Regions from separate parts of the Pan troglodytes genome. Here region 2 is linked to region 1. A link is a contact called in public Hi-C data. All regions are on one chromosome and are shown on one strand. Each heading gives the region's core, a stretch centred on a gene start, on an enhancer-like site or on the middle of the called end of the contact. The rest is flanking DNA. Distances are from core to core; before and after follow the strand shown. Region 1 has its middle 13 kb from the start of CDC42EP1. Region 2 holds the start of LGALS2 (galectin 2).

Region 1 (7,733 bases), core at 3,425-5,924:
CTCCTCTTTCCACCTCTGAGAACAGAGAGTTCCCCAGATGCTTCCCTTTGCAGAAAGTCAGAAGAAGACCTGGCTCCAAGTAGTACCAGTTGTGGATCTTGGGCAAGTTCTTTAGCCTCCCCGTGCCTCAGTTTTCTCATCTGTCAAGTGGGAGCAACAATGCCTATGATGGGCCGGGCGTGGTGGCTCACGCCTGTAATCTCACCACTTTGGGAGGGCGAGGTAGGCAGATCACGAGGTCAAGAGATTGAGACCAGCCTGGCCAACATAGCGAAACCGCGTCTCTACTAAAAATACAAAAATTAGCCGGGTGAGGTGGCGCATGCCTGTATTCCCAGCTACTCAGGAGGCTGAGGCAGGAGAATCACTTGAACCCGGGAGGCAGAGAGAGATCTCAGCTCTTCAGTGAGCTGAGATCGCGTCACTGCACTCCAGCTTGGTGACAGAGTGAGACTGTGTCTCAAAAAAAAACAAAAAACACCCAAAAACAAACAAACAAACAATGCCTGTGATCAAACATGTCTGCGAAAGGAGCTTTAGAAATACAGGTTGGGGGTGTGTCATAATCATTGCAGAGGCTCAAACTCCTTGTACTTTTCTCATTTGTTTCATGGACTTAACTTTCACATCACAGCAAACACTCATGAAGCACCAGTTCAGCACCTGGCAGCAGGGCACAGCCACTGCCTTTGTGGCTTTTTTTTTGGAGACAGAGTCTCACTCTGCAGCCTAAGCCAGAGTGCAGTGGTGCACTCTTGGCTTACTGCAACCTCCGCCTCCCAGGTTCAAGAGATTCTGGTGCCTCAGCCTCCGGAGTAGCTGGGACTACAGGTGCGCACCACCACACCTGGCTAATTTTTTGTATTTTAGTAGAGATGGAGTTTCACCATGTTGCCCAGGGTGGTCTCAAACTCCTGAGCTCAGGTGATCTGCCCGCCTCGGACTCCCAAAGTGCTGGGATTATAGGCGTTAGCCACGGCGCCCGGCCCAGCCACTGCCTTTGAACTCAGAAATTCACACTCCCAGGCTGCAGAGAGGGGACGCGATGGTTTAGGGTTTTATGTGCAGTCATCTTTATGAATTCATAAAGACTCTGACAACATCCTCATGGGCAAGTGGAGGATCTCACAGGCAAGAAAACTGCCCAGAGAGGTGAAGCGACCTACCTGAAGTCCCACACCACTGTTCCAAAGGAGATTGACAGTGGATTCTCACCAGGCCATTCCCCGATTGGGTCTGCAGGGGTTAACCAGGCTGGCTGGCGCCTACCAAGCAGGAGGGGGATCTCGCAGAGAGTGAGAGTTGGAGAATGGGCAGCCCCCTCTGGGTCTCTGACTCCCCCTCAGTGGGCAGCTTGAGCCCCTGCCAGCCTCTTGTTGACTCAGCCGGCCTCGCTTCTGCCAAGGCCTGCTGGCCAGAGCTCCCACGGGGAGGGTCAGGCCACATTCTTCTCTGGCTGGAGCCTGAGGGGTGGCTGGCACCTCCTGGTGGAGTCTGTGTGCTGGAAAGAAGCTCATCTGATTTGTGGGTGCTGGGACAGATGCTGGGGTGAAGCAGGAAATGTTTTTTGGGGGGAGTCAAGGATGGCTTCCCAAGGGACCACCTCAGAGCAAATGGATTAGCCTGGGAACTGGGCTACTTGGTTGCACGGCTCAGCTTGGTCTTTTTTTTTTTTTTTTTTTTTTTTTTTTTGAGACAGGGTCTTGCTCTGTCGCCCAGGCTGGAGTACAGTGGCATGAATATGGCTTACTGCAGCCTCGACCTCCTGGGCTCAAGCGATCCTCCCGCCTCAGCTTCCTGAGTAGCTAGGACCACAGATGCATACCACCATGCTCAGCTCGGCTAATTTTTTAAATTATTGTAGAGACGTGGGCTTGCTATGTTGCCCAGGCTGGTCTTGAACTCCTGGGCTTAAGTGATCCTCCCATCTCAGCCTCCCAAAGTGTTGGGATTACAGGCATGAGCCACTACACCTGGCCAGCTTTGCCATGAATGAGCTGGGTGATCTTAGTGAGACACCCCCACCATCCTGCACCCCACCTCAGTTTCCCCATCCATCAAATGGGTATATGTGATAATATACCCTGCCTGCCTTACTCCACAGCTGTTGGGAGGATCAAAGGCAAAAACGAGTTGGGCCGGAGTGAACTCCCTTTGTAGGGCAAAGGCCCACACATGCTGGCTGGCCAGCCTGGCATTCTCTAGGGGAGCAAGTGAAGGGAAGGGGAGGCAGGGGCAGCTCTTAGCTGTGGTGTGATCTGCCTGACATCCCTGCCTCCTCCCCGCTTGACATAGTGACACTGATAATAATAGTACCTCCTGGCCGGGCGCGGTGGCTCACACCTGTAATCTCAGCACTTTGGGAGGCCGAGGTGGGCGGATCACAAAGTCAGGAGTTAGAGACCAGCCTGGCCAACATGGTGAAACCCCGTCTTTACTAAAAATACAAAAATTAGTCGGGCGTGGTGGTGCTTACCTGTAATCCCAGCTACTCTGAAGGCTGTGACAGAAGAATTGCTTGAACCTGGGAGGCAGAGGTTGCAGTGAGCTGAGATTGCACCACTGCACTCCAACCTGGGCGACAGAGCGAGATTCCGTCTCAAAAAAAAAAAAAAAACAACAAATAATAATAGGCTGGGCGTGGTGGCTCACGCCTGTAATCCCAGCACTTTAGGAGGCTGAGGTGGGTGGATTACAAGGTCAGGAGATCGAGACCATCCTGGCTAACATGGTAAAACCCCGTTTCTACTAAAAAAATACAAAAAAGTTAGCCGGGCGTGGTGGCAGGTGCCTGTAATCCCAGCTACTCAGGAGGCTGAGGCAGGAGAATGGCGTGAACCCGGGAGGCGGTGCTTGCAGCTGAGATTGCGCCACTGCACTCCAGCCTGGGCGACAGAGTGAGATTCCTTCTCAAAAAAACAAATAATAATAATAATAATAGCACCTCCTGTGCACCAGGCGCACAGCCCTCAAGGGTTTACAAAGTCCTTTCATTTCTATACCTGTCACCTGCTGCCTCAGGGCCCTGGCAGAGAATACTCTTTCTTCTGCAGAGAATACTCTTTTCCCAGATAAGTGAGAGGCTGTTTTCTGCTCGGCTCAAACGTCCCCTCCTCAGGGGCCTACGGGACCAGGGATCTAAACTAAGTTCTTGGCTGGGCGTGGTGGCTCATGCCTGTAATCCCAACACTTTGGGAGGCTGAGGTGGGCAGATCGCCTGAGGTCAGGAGTTCGAGACCAGGCTGGCCCACATGGTGAAACCCTGTCTCTACTAAAAACACAAAAGTCAGCCGGGTGTGGTGGTGTGTGCCTGTAATCCCAGCTACTCGGGAGGCTGAGGCAGGAGAATCACTTGAACCCGGGAGGTGGAGGTTGCGGTAGCTGAAATTATGCCATTGCCTCCAGCCTGGGCAGAAAAAGCGAAAACTCTGTCTCAAAAAACCAAAACACATAAATTAAGTTCTCTCCCACCCCTGCCCCCCAGCACCCTCCCTTCCGTGCTGCTGCTCTGTGCCTCTGGTGACTGCCATGACCTTGTTCAGGGGACCACCTTCCCCCATGACATTAACCTCCGTGAGGGCAGGGATGGTGACTGCGTTGCTCATCGCTGTGTCTAGTGACAGACAGCAGCCTTCCATGGTAGCTGTGATTGTTTTCCTTTGTAGAGAAGCTTAGAGAGACCAAATGCCTTGCCCAAGTCCACACAGCTGGGAAGGGATGGAGCCAGGACTGGGGCCCAGAGGCCTCTTAGATTCCAGTCCGTGGCTCTTTCAAGAAATGCCCACAACTGCGATGCCTGTTTCCTCTGCAGGCCCTGACTCCCTGGAAAAGAGAAAGCATGTCTCACCCCTTTGTCACCCCACGAGGTCCAGCTCGCGCCTCCTCCTTACACACAGTAGGTGCTGTGCCCGTATTTGTTTGGAAGATGTGGGAGGAACAAGCTGCTATATTCAACATGCAAAGCCTGCCTGCCACCCTTGTGGGCCTCTGTCCCTTCACCAGGGACTAAGGACTAATGCCTCGGGCCCAGGGTGGGGGCATTCCAGGGGCCTCCTCACCCTGCTCAGGCAGGCCGGCTGGGCCAGCAGCTGTGGGGTGGCCGGATGCCCCACCCCTGGCGCCTTTAGGCCCTGAGCCCAGGCCGCAGGCTGAGCTGTTGGCTGGCACTGCTCCTTAGTCTTGGGGCAGGAACACCGCAGGGATTTTAAAAATAAAGGGCCTTGAGACAGTGGCCTGGCCCAGGCAGCCACGGGGCGGGGCGGGGGCCAGACAGGGACGGTGGGGGAATGCTGAGCCCGCAGCGGGCTGCAAGGCCGGGGTGGCCTCATTTTCTCCTCCAGAAACACTGCTCTCTTCCAAGAACGCCTCCTCCCGGCCTACTCTAAACATGGATCTCAAATATTTCCTGAGCACCTACTATGTGCCAGGCCTTGGCGGCAGTGGGGTGAATCCTCCACTCTTCCCTGCAACTGTATGGCTCTCCTCAGAGGGGCCCCTCCCTTCTTACCCAACCTCAGGCCACAGACTATTGAGCACCTACTGTGTGCCAGGCGGCTCTGGCCTTTCACTCCTCCGCTCTTTCCCCTTCTGCTCTCACTCCCTCAGGCACCTCCCCTGTCCAGCCCATTTCAGTCCCCTTCTTTCTCCTCTGGCTCAGCTAACAGGAAACGCAGCCGGGGAGGTCAAGAGCCCCCGGCCTCCAGAGCCCAGCGTCTGGACACACAGGGCCTGTCTACATGGTGCGGTGGGGAAAGGGGGGCTTCCTGTTTACGACAATCACAAGTACCCTTGGGTGGTGCTTGGACAGGCCTCCAGGGCAGCCCCTCTAGTGTAGATCTAATCCCTCCCTAGGAGGGGCCCCCGAGTACCCCCACAGGCCCCAGGCAGCTAGCTCAGACCCGGGCCACTAACACCCGCGCCCCCGCCCGCAACACGGGATGGGTAGAGAAGGGAGGAGGAGCGAGGAGTCTTGGGAACAGCCTGGAATGTGGGAGTTGAAGGTCCGCAGGAAGCATCCCGGGCTCCAGGCCCCACTCCAAGTCTGGGTGCCCCGCCCCAGTCCTCTCCTCCCATCCCGGGGCCTCCCCAGCTCTGATGGGGGCGGGGCTGAGGGAGCCAGGAAGGAGGAGACCAGATTCCTTCCCGTCCCGCTGGGGCCGGAGGCTTCAGCTCTGGCTTGACCAGGCTCTGGCGGCCTCAGTCTCTCCATCCCTAGGGCAGGGCGTTGAGCCAGCTCCCGGGTCAGCCCCCATCTGCTGCTGCCTCCCTCTTTTTCGCCCCTGCTGCCTGCACAATCCCAGAGGAGGGGTGAGGACGTCAAGAGGCTGAGACCGGCAGGGGAGACCTCCACGGAGGGGTGGGGCTGGCCAAAGGTGCCCCTGGGGAAGCAAACAACCCTGCCTACCTCCCCCTCCAGGCAGCCCCAGCCGATCGATCCTGTGGTTGCCCAATGGGTATTGACCGAGGGCCTGAGGGTCAGGGTCGCTGGTCCAGAAGAGGCCAGGCAGAGGGAGGCCTGCCCCATCCCCCACACCCTCCCTCACCTAACCCAAAAGGAGGTAGGTGACCCCTGTCCTCGTCTCCCCTCCCGGACCCCAGCCCCTTAGGGCACAACATGGTTGATGCTTGGGGCAGTCATCCCCCAGAGGCCGTGGGGGCACATTGGAGCTAGCTAGCTCAGAGGAGGCAGCCAGGGAGGGCTTCCTGGAGGAAGGAGGCCACCCTCTCAATATAGAAGCCTAAAATTGGGAAAGAGTGTGCCTGGCCCAGGAAACAACCTGGCCAAAGGCATGGCAGTTCTAGAGAAGTGCTAGTGACATGATAGGGTTGGAGAAAGGCACAGGTGAGGGAAGGAGGGGAGGTTTTAGGGAGTGGAGGGCTGTGGTGGAAGGATGAGGTCATTTGTCCCAGTGGACTTTCTGTGGCTCTGGAGCGCCCTCTTTTGCCCCAGGCAGGAAGGCAGAGGGGAGCCTGGTAAAGGAACCACCACAATTTGATGTGGCTATGCAGACTTGGCGAGGGGAAGGGCCTGGGGACTGGGACTGGGACTACAGCCTCTAGTTCCATGAAGCCGCCCTACTGCCCTGGGAAGACCCCAGGTTTTCAGCCTTGTGAGACCCGCTCTGGGTCGGTGCCTCCAGGCGCTTGACTGGGGCACTGGGGCGGCTTGCACAGGCTGTTCTGTGGTGGGGAAGAGAGTCTTGGCTCTTCCAAATTTCCAGCTGTGTAACCTTGGGTGAGTTATGAACGCCCCTGGCCTCAGTTTCCCCCTCTGTAAGATGGAGCTAAAAATAATTGCCCCAGAGAGCTATTGGTGGATGAAATTAATTAATTTATATTTTAGAAAGCACCTGGCACTAGTGTGCGCCCAATTCTAGTTAGGAAGCATTATTATTACTTGAGAGGAAGAGAAAGTTGGCTTTACCCCAAGGACATGTTGACAGGTGGGCGGAAGGTGTTTCACCAGAAGAGTCTTCAAAGAAGGACCTGATACGCAGCCTCTAGGATTCCCAGACTTGCCTGATCCAAGAAACTCCCTGGGGCTGTGGTTCAAAACATCAGCTTCTGGCCGGGCGCGGTGGCTCATGCCTGTAATCCCAGCACTTTGAGAGGCCGACGGTTGGGGGGTGGATCTCCTGAGGTCAGGAGTTTGAGACTAGCCTGGCCAACATGGTGAAACCCTGTCTCTATTAAAAAAAAAAATCCAGATGTGGTGGTGCGCCTGTAGTCCCAGCTACTCGGGAGGCAGAGGCAGGAGAATGGCTTGAACTCGGGAGGTGGAGGTTGCAGGGAGCCCAGATTGCACCAGTGCACTCCAGCCTGGGCGACAGAGCGAGTCTCTGCCTCAAAAACAAAAACAAAAACGAATAAACCCAAAATATCAGCTCCCCTCCTCCAAGTCTCTGACTGGGCAGGTCTGGGTGGGACAGGTCTTGGGATTTATAAGGAGGCCCCAGGCCTGAGCCTTCTACCAGGCAGGTATGGGGAGCATTCCTCTCTGATGACAAGGACTCACCCAAATGGTTTCTCCTTGGGAAGTGAGTCTTTCTTTCCTTCTTTTCTTTCCTTCTTTCCTCCTTCCTCCCTTCCTCCCTCCCTCCCTCCCTCCCTCCCTCCCTCCCTTCCTTCCTTCCTTCCTTCCTTCCTTCTGTCTCTTTCCTTCCTTCCTTTCTTTCTTTCTTTCCTTCTTTTGAGACAAAGTTTCACTCTTGTTGGCTCAGGCTGGAGCGCAATCGTGCTATCTCGGCTCATCGCAACCTCTGCCTCCCGGGTTCAAGTGATTCTCCTGCCTCAGCCTCCCGAGTAGCTGGGATTACAGGTATGCACCACAACGCCCAGCCAGTTTTTTTTTTTTTTTTTTTTTTTTGAGATGGAGTCTCGCTCTCTCTCCCCGTCTGGAGTGCAGTGGTGCAATCTCGGCTCACTGCAAGCTCCACCTCCCGGGTTCATGGCATTCTCCTGCCTCAGCCTCCTGAGTAGCTGGGACTACAGGCATCTGCCACCACGCCTGGCTAATTTTTTGTGTTTTTTTTTAATTTTTTATTTTATTTTATTTTATTTTATTTTTTTGAGATGGAGTTTCGCTCTTGTTGCCCAGGCTGGAGTGCAGTGGTGTGATCTCGGCTCACTGCAACCTCCGCCTCCCAGGTTCAAGCAATTCTCCTGCCTCAGCCTCCCTAGTAGCTGGGATTACAGGCATGTGCCACCACGCCCAGCTAATTTTGTATTTTTAG
Region 2 (7,733 bases), core at 3,736-6,235, 39 kb before region 1:
GATCACAGGGTAATTCCATGTTTAGCTTTTTGAGGAACTGCCAAACTATTTATCATAGCAGCTGCAACATTTTACATTCCCACTAGCAACATATTATACAAGAATTGAAACTGTTTTTTTTTTTTTTTTTTTTTTTGAGAAGGAGTCTTGCTTTGTCTCCTAGGCTGGATGGAGTGCAGTGGTGCCATCTTGGCTCACTGCAACCTCTACCTCCTGGGTTCAAATGATTCTTGTGCCTCAGCCTCCTGAGTGGCTGGGATTACAGGCATGAGCCACCATGCCCGGTTAATTTTTGTATTTTTAGTAGAGATGGGGTTTCACCATGTTGGCAGAGCTGATCTTGAACTCCTAACCTCAGGTAATCCACCACCCTTGCCCTCCCAAAGTGCTGGGATTACAGGTGTGAGGCATCGCGCCTGGCCAAGAATCGAAACCTTAATTTATAAAACCAAACAAGTGTCAGTTGCTTGCTAGGAAATGGACAGACTGGTGAAGCAGTGGTGAGGTCTCTTTACCTCTTTGCAAAATTGGCTCCTGTGCTGGGCTGAGGATGTGGAGTGTGAAGGCCAGAGAGGGAAGGGCTGGAGGACTCTAGGATTCTGCAGGGAACAAAGGTGGGCCAGTGAAACCCCCAGCTTGGGAGGTGGCTGGTAGGGGCAGGAGGAGCTGGCCGAGGGGGAAACTGAAACCCAGAGATCCTTAGACATTGAGCTGGAGGTCATCATATCCAATCCCCTTTGCTCCTGCTGGGGGAACAAGGGTTGGGGCTGTCATGCGTACAGAGGAGAGAATGGAGCAGAGAATGCCTGCTCCAGGAAGGTCCCAGATAAGCACCTAATTAGCAAACTAAGATGCAGGCGAGAGACCTCGAAATGGCCCAATGTATGCAGAGTGCTGAGCAAATGCCAGCCAATTAGCTATTAAATACAGAATAATAATAGTTGAGTACCTACTATGTGCCATATTTTGTGTGCCAAGCCCATTACATACATTCTCTAGGAAGCTGAGGCTACCTGGCCTGCCCAAGGTCACACAGCCAGTAAGAGGCAGCGAGGACTTGAGGCCAATGCCATTCCATGAAGGTGCCGGAGCAGGCAGCAGCTCTGGACACCCAGCCACAGTCTCATCTGCTCTCCTGCAGCCCATGGTCTCCCCAGGGGCTCTGGGAATTAGGGGAGAATTCATGACCGCTCTGGTTGGTGGGTCTCGGGGGTTGTGAACTTGACCTGCAAGGGTATTACGGCACCTAGGTCCTGCTCCCATCCTAAAAATAAAGGGTCAGCTTCTGAAATGGACATTTCCCTGAAGGCCTGTACCTGTTGATTTTGGCCTTCAGGAAAATGTCCATTTAAACCAAGCTGCTTCTGGAATCCTTTGGATTCTGATTCTGGGAGATGAGGCCCTGGGGGCTCATAGGTGTTTCCCCTTGAGGAAGGAGGCTTGTATATGTACGGGGTGCTGCGGGGAGGCAGCCCAGATGGTCCTGAGACTGCAATCATCAGAAAAGCAGTGATGGCAGCAGAATCTGTGTGGCCCAGGGCAGAGCTGGGGCCAACTGTGAGCGGAAGGGGATTGCCCCCAGGGACAGACTTCAGTAAGAGTGGGGGTTTCCAGTGGCCGTAGGTGCTCAGGGTGGATCAGAAGCCTTGGGAGTGGGTGTGCTCCTGCGACTAGGGCTGCACTTGGCGGGGGACCTCCTTTGGTTGTTTACCACATTAGAGACGGATAAATGCTCCTCTCCCTGCTTGGCAAACACAAAGATTGAGGCGGATATAGTCCTGTCCTTGGCAGATATAATCCTGCCAGAAGCTGGGGGTGGGGTGGGAATGCTGGGGTGAGCAGCGTTGCTTCATTGCTTCTGTTGTTTTAGCCTCTCCTCACCATCCCCAGGTACCCGCCCGCATGGACAGCTGTGACTGGGTGATTAAGCTGCAGAAGGCTCAGGTCAGGCGCTGTGGCTCACGCCTGTAATCCCAGCACCTTGGGAAGCCAAGGCAGGCGGATCACCTGCGGTCAGGAGTTCAGGAAAAGCCTGGCCAACATGGTGAAACCTCGTCTCTACTACAAATACAAAAATTAGTCGGGCGTGATGGCGGGTGCCTATAATCCCAGCTACTTGGGAGGCTGAAGCAGGAGAATCACTTGAACCTGGAAGGTGGAGGTCGCAGTGAGCCGAGATTGCACCACTGCAGTCCAGCCTGGGCAACAGAGCGAGACTCTGTCTCAAAAAAAAAAAAAAAGGCTCCACTATCCATGGAAAGACTGTGTGGCCTGGGCCAGGGAGAAGGAACTGCGCTCAGGACTCAGGTCACCTCTCTCTGAGGAAGAGCACTCAAGGACCACCCAAGTCACAGAAGCAGCTTGGTTTACATCTTCAATTTCTAAAGACACAGAGATGGAAAATCTTCTTGCCACTTATAAGAAGGTGGACACAGAACCTGATGATCTTTTCTGTAAATCCACCCAGCACCACATGTGCATAAGTTGGCGTGGCCCTGAGACGGAGGCTTCCTGGTTCAAAAGGCTGGGATGATAAGCCAGGGAGGGGGCAGGAGGGATGGAGGGAGGGGCCGTGCTACACCAGATTGGGGCCCTGAAGATACCCACCCTTTGGGGCTCTATGATGAGCAATTCCTCCTGCTGATCCACCATCCACGCACCCACCCCTCCCTCCACCTCCTCACCCATCCACCCACTTAACCATGCATCTTTTTTCTTTTTCTTTTCTTTTTTTTGAGATGCAGTCTCACTCTATTGCCCAGGCTGGAGTGCAATGGCCCGATCTCGGCTCACTGCAGCCGCTGCCTCCCAGGTTCAAGTGATTCTCCTGCCTCAGCCTCCCGAGTAGCTGGGATTACAGGTGCACACCACCACGCCCAGCTAATTTTTGTATTTTTAGTAGAGATGGGGTTTCTCTATGTTGGCCAGGCTGGTCTCGAACTCCTGACCTCAGGTAAGCCACCCACCTCAACCTCCCAAAGTGCTGGGATTACAGGTGTGGGCCACCACGCCAGGCCTCTTTTTTCTCCTTTTTTGAGGCAGAGTTTCACTCTGTCACCCAGGCTGGAGTACAGTGGCACAATCTCGGCTCACTGCAACCTCCTGGATTCAAGCAATTCTCCTTTCTCAGCTTCCAGAGTAGCTGGGCTTACAGGTGTGTGCCACCACGCTTGGCTAATTTTTGTATTTTTAGTAGAGACAGGATTTCACCATGTTGGCCAGGCTGGTCTCGAACTCCTGAGCTCCCTCTCCCTGACTCCCCTCTCCCTCCACACCGGTTGCAAGTCTGAGCCTCTGGACTTCAAGTTGGGGATCCCACGACCCCTCTTTGGGTTCAGTTAATTTGTTAGAGTGCTCACAGAAGTCAGGGAAACATTTGTGTGTACTGGTCTATTATAAAGGATGTTATAAAACATACAGATGAAGAGATGTTTAGGGCGGGTTATGGGGAAGAGATGCAGAGCTTCCCCTCCCACCTGGGAGCACCATCCTTCAGGACAGCCATGTGTTCAGCTATCTCAGAAGCTGCCCAAACCCAATCCCCTGGGGCCTTTTATGGGGACTTTATTATGCCGGCATGATTGACCTCTGTGTAGAACTGTGAATGGGCAAAAAGGATCTGATCTAATATTACTAGACGAAGCGTGGAACCCCCGCAAGGCCCGTCTGTTCAGATTCTTCTTGGCCTCTCTGTGCAGCATTTCTTACTCCAAGGGATGGAGCAGGACCCCTTCTGAAATGAGGGTCTTATGACAAGGTAGGTCAGGGAATTTCTTTTTTTTTTTTTTTTTTGAGACGGAGTTTTGCTCTTGTTGCCCAGGCTGGAGTGCAATGGTGCGATCTCGGCTCACTGCAATCTCCGCCTCCTGGGTTCCAGAAATTCTCCTGCCTCAGCTTCCCGAGCAGCTGGGATTACAAGCATGCACCACTACGCCTGGCTAATTTTATATTTTTAGTAGAGATGGGGTTTCTCCTTGTTGGTCAGGCTGGTTTCGAAATCCCGACCTCAGGTGATCCGCCTGCCTCGGCCTCCCAAAGTGCTGGGATTACAGGCGTGAGCCACCACGCCCTGCCAGGGAATTTCTTTAAGGAAGAATTTCTTTAAGGAAGAATTTCTCTTGTTGCCCAGGCTGGAGTGCAATGGTGCGATCTCGGCTCACTGCAGCCTCCCAGGTTCAAGCGATTCTCCTGCCTCAGCCTCCCGAGTAGCTGGGATTACAGGTGCGCATCACCGCGCCCTGCTAATTATTTTGTATTTTTAGTAGAGACAGGGTTTCGCCATGTTGGCCAGGCTGGTCTCGAACTCCTGACCTCAAGTGATTCGCCTGCCTCAACCTCCCAAAGTGCTGGGACTACAGGTGTGAGCCACTGTGCCTGGCCAGAATTTCTGTTCTAAGAAAGAAAGGCAGGGGGAGATTCCTACCTCGAGGAGAGAAAGGAGCAGGTAAGGAAGGACAGCCAAAGGTCAGAGAGAGATTCTGTTTTCTGAGGCCTGTTCCTGAGGCCTAAAGCACCCCAACATTATAACAAAAGACTAACAAAGGCTGTGAGAGTTATGAGTTAGAAACCATGGGAAAAACCTATTTTATGTAATAATAGTATCATAGCACCCATCCATCCATCCGACTGTCCATCCATCCCCCTTTTGAGTTAAAACTGACATGATAAGGAGCTCAATCCAGCCAAGAGCTGAGGAAGAATTCCAGGTGGAAGGAACAGCAAGGACATAAGGCATGAGACTAGAATGAGCCTGGTGAATTCAAGGGATAGAGATGTCAGTGTGGCCAGGGGGCAGGTGGCGTGAGACGGGGCTAAGAGGTGGACCAAACCCGATCGTGTGGGGCTGGTTAGCTGAGAGGGGAGTTTGGATTTTGCTGTAAGTGCAAGGAGAAACCTGGAGGATTTAAAGCAGGAGAGTGGAATGTTGTCATTTACATCTTAAAAAGAACCAGTGGTTGGTGGAAAGACTGGGGGCAGGAGTGGAGAAAGGGAGAAAGCTCGGTGGCTTCGGCCCACTCCCCGCTAAGTCTCCAAATTCCTTCCTCCTTCAAGACCCCACCCTGATTCCAGGTGAGATGGGAAGACCCCAGAGCTCCAGGGGACCTGGGTTGTCCTGGAGGGACACTAGCTGGGGATGGGTGGCCAGAAATGGCCAGCGGCTGCTGTGTAGAGAGGGGCCCCGGACCTGGCCATCAAGTTAAACAGGAAGATCCCTGGGCTGGATGAGGCGAGAGCTCTGTGGAAGTCCCCTGAAGGAGGGACGGTCAGCTCATGAGCTGCGGGAGCAGGGGACCCCCCCTCAGGCAGCCTAAACATCCTGGAGACCTGATGGTCATATATATAATTTATTTATTTATTTTAGTTGGGAGTCTTGCTCTGTCGCCCAGGCTGGAATGCAATGGCATCATCTCGGCTCACTGCAACCTCCACCTCCCAGTTTCAAGCAATTCTCCTGCCTCAGCCTCCTGAGTAGCTGGGATTACAGGTGTGAGCCATCGCGCCCAGCCCATAGGTTAACTTTTTAAATTGAAATTAAGGCTGGGCAAGTGGCTCACACCTGTAATCCCAGCCCTGTGGGAGGCCGAGGCGGGTAGATCATGAGGTCAGGAGATCGAGACCACCCTGGCTAACACGGTGAAACCCCGTCTCTACTAAAAATACAAAAAAATTAGTCGGGCATGGTGGCAGGCACCTGTAGTCCCAGCCACTTGGGAGGCTGAGGCAGGAGAATGGCGAGAACCCGGGAGGAGGAGCTTGCAGTGATCCAAGATCGCGCCACTGCACTCCAGCCTGGGTGACAGAGCGAGACTCCATCTCAAAAAAATAAATAAATAAATAAAATAAAATAAAATTAAAAAAAATTCTCACAACCACCCTGGGACGAAGGTGCTGTTAGCTCCCTTTCACAGATGAAGAAACGAGGCTTGAAGCAACCTGTCATGACCACTTAGCTTGTAGGTGACAGAGCCGGGACTGGACATTATCTATCTGTTGCTGAAAGCTCTGTGTTTCCCACACCCCACCAGTACCTGAGGGTCTTCCCGGTCCCTCTGTGTGCTGCTGGGGAGGGCTCGGCAGAGAGGGAAGCAAGAGTTAAAATGGATATTGCCGGGGTGTTGATCTGTTTGTTCTTTGGGAGGAGGACGGCAGAGGACACAGTAGGGGTCTCAGGGATGTCAGGACCAAAGTCTCCCAATAGCAGGAGCCCCGTGGGAAGCTGTGTGCACCACCAGGCTCAGCAGGCATGATGCCTCAGGCCCATGACACCAAAATGTTTTCATTTCTTTTCTTTCTTTCTTTTTTTTTTGAGATGGACTCTTGCTCTGTTGCACAGGCTGGAGTGCAGTGGCACTATCTCAGCTCACTGTAACCTCCGTCTCCTGGGTTCAAGCGATTCTTCCGTCTTAGCCTCCCGAGTACCTTGGACTCCAGGCGCACACCACCACACCAGGCTAGTTTTTGTATTTTTAGTAGAGATGGGGTTTCACCATATTGGTTGGGCTGGTCTTGAACTCCTGACCTCAGGTGATCCACCTGCCTCGGCCTCCCAAAGTGCTAGGATTACAGGCGTGAGCCACTGCGCCCAGCCTAAAATGTTTTAATTTCTTGTACAATCAGAAAAAAATAAACTTTTAGGTTGAAGAGAAAATATATACATATTTTTTGAGACCAAGGTCTTACTCTGTCACCCAGACTGTAGTGCAGTGGTGTGACCATGGCTGACTGCAGCCTTGACCTCCTGGGTTCAGGCGAACCTCCCACCTCAGCCTCTCCCGTAGCTGGGACTACATTTGTGCTCCACCGTGCCAAGCTAATTTAAAAGTATCTTTTGTAGCCAGGCGTGGTGTCTCACACCCGTAATCCTAGCACTTTGGGAGGCTGAGGCAGGCGGATCACCTGAGGTCAGGAGTTTGAGACCAGCCTGGCCAACATGGTGAAATGCTGCCTCTACTAAAAATACAAAAATTAGCTGGGCATGGTCGTGGGTGCCTGTAATCCCAGGTACTTGGGAGGCTGAGGCAGGAGAATCACTTGAACCTGGGAGGTGGAGGTTGCAGTGAACTGAGATCGCGCCATTACACTCCAGCCTGGGCGACAAGAGCAAGACTCCATCTCAAGAAAAAAAAAATTCAGTATAGTATTATAGAATGTCTGTGGACATCTATGGACCAAAGATTCTTTAGCCAGGAGGGAGGCCTTCAGGAATATTATTCCGCCTACCAGCCTTCCAATAACAATTGCTTGGCAAGGTATATTAGTTATCTATCACTGCGTAATAAATTAACCCAAAATGTAGGGACTTAAAATAAGAAACACGTTTCTCATGGTTTCTTTGGGGCAGGAATCCAGGTGGGGTTTAGCTGAGAGCCTCTGGCTCCGGGTCTCAGAAGGCTGCAGTCAGGGTGTCGGCTGCACAAGTTGTCTCCAGGCTGGCGTGGGGTAAGCTCCAATGTCAAGTTCACTCATGTGGCTGTTGGCAGGTCCCGGTCTTCATTGGTGGTTGGCTGGAGACGTCAGTTCCTTGGCACATGGGCCTCTCCATAGAGCTACTCGCAAGGTGGTTTCATTGCTTCTTCCCCAGGGCAAGAGCAGAGCAGAGGGCGAGAGAGACAGCAAGACAACAGTTTTTTTGTAACCTAACCTTGGAAGTGACATCCCATGACTTTTGCCACATTCTAGTATTCTTTTAGTTAGAAGCAAGTCCTGTGTCCAGCCATGCTCAAGGGAGCTGA

The links. A called contact is a pair of places that touch in the nucleus more often than the background predicts.
Region 2: a contact with region 1 is called in a Hi-C map of induced pluripotent stem cells, with 3 times the contacts expected there. The contact joins the promoter of LGALS2 here to the enhancer-like site in region 1. A contact is called at or near these places in 3 of 7 Hi-C or Micro-C datasets (blood, induced pluripotent stem cells and stem cell-derived neural progenitor cells) and 1 of 1 other capture datasets (stem cell-derived neural stem cells).

What each region holds. Positions count from the first base shown.
Region 1 is chr23:39,556,697-39,564,429 of NHGRI_mPanTro3-v2.0_pri, reverse strand. No RefSeq gene overlaps it. Among named protein-coding and RNA genes, the nearest start is that of CDC42EP1, 13 kb to the left of the region's middle. Within about 2 kb of position 4,674, at least 14 of the 24 cell types and tissues checked have an H3K27ac peak or open chromatin away from gene starts, as enhancers often do. A contact at or near this core is called in induced pluripotent stem cells, stem cell-derived neural progenitor cells and stem cell-derived neural stem cells, where this site is marked.
Region 2 is chr23:39,595,970-39,603,702 of NHGRI_mPanTro3-v2.0_pri, reverse strand. It overlaps LGALS2 (galectin 2), which reads left to right and starts at 4,985. Exons shown (of 5, transcript XM_009438352.3): 1 at 4,985-5,070.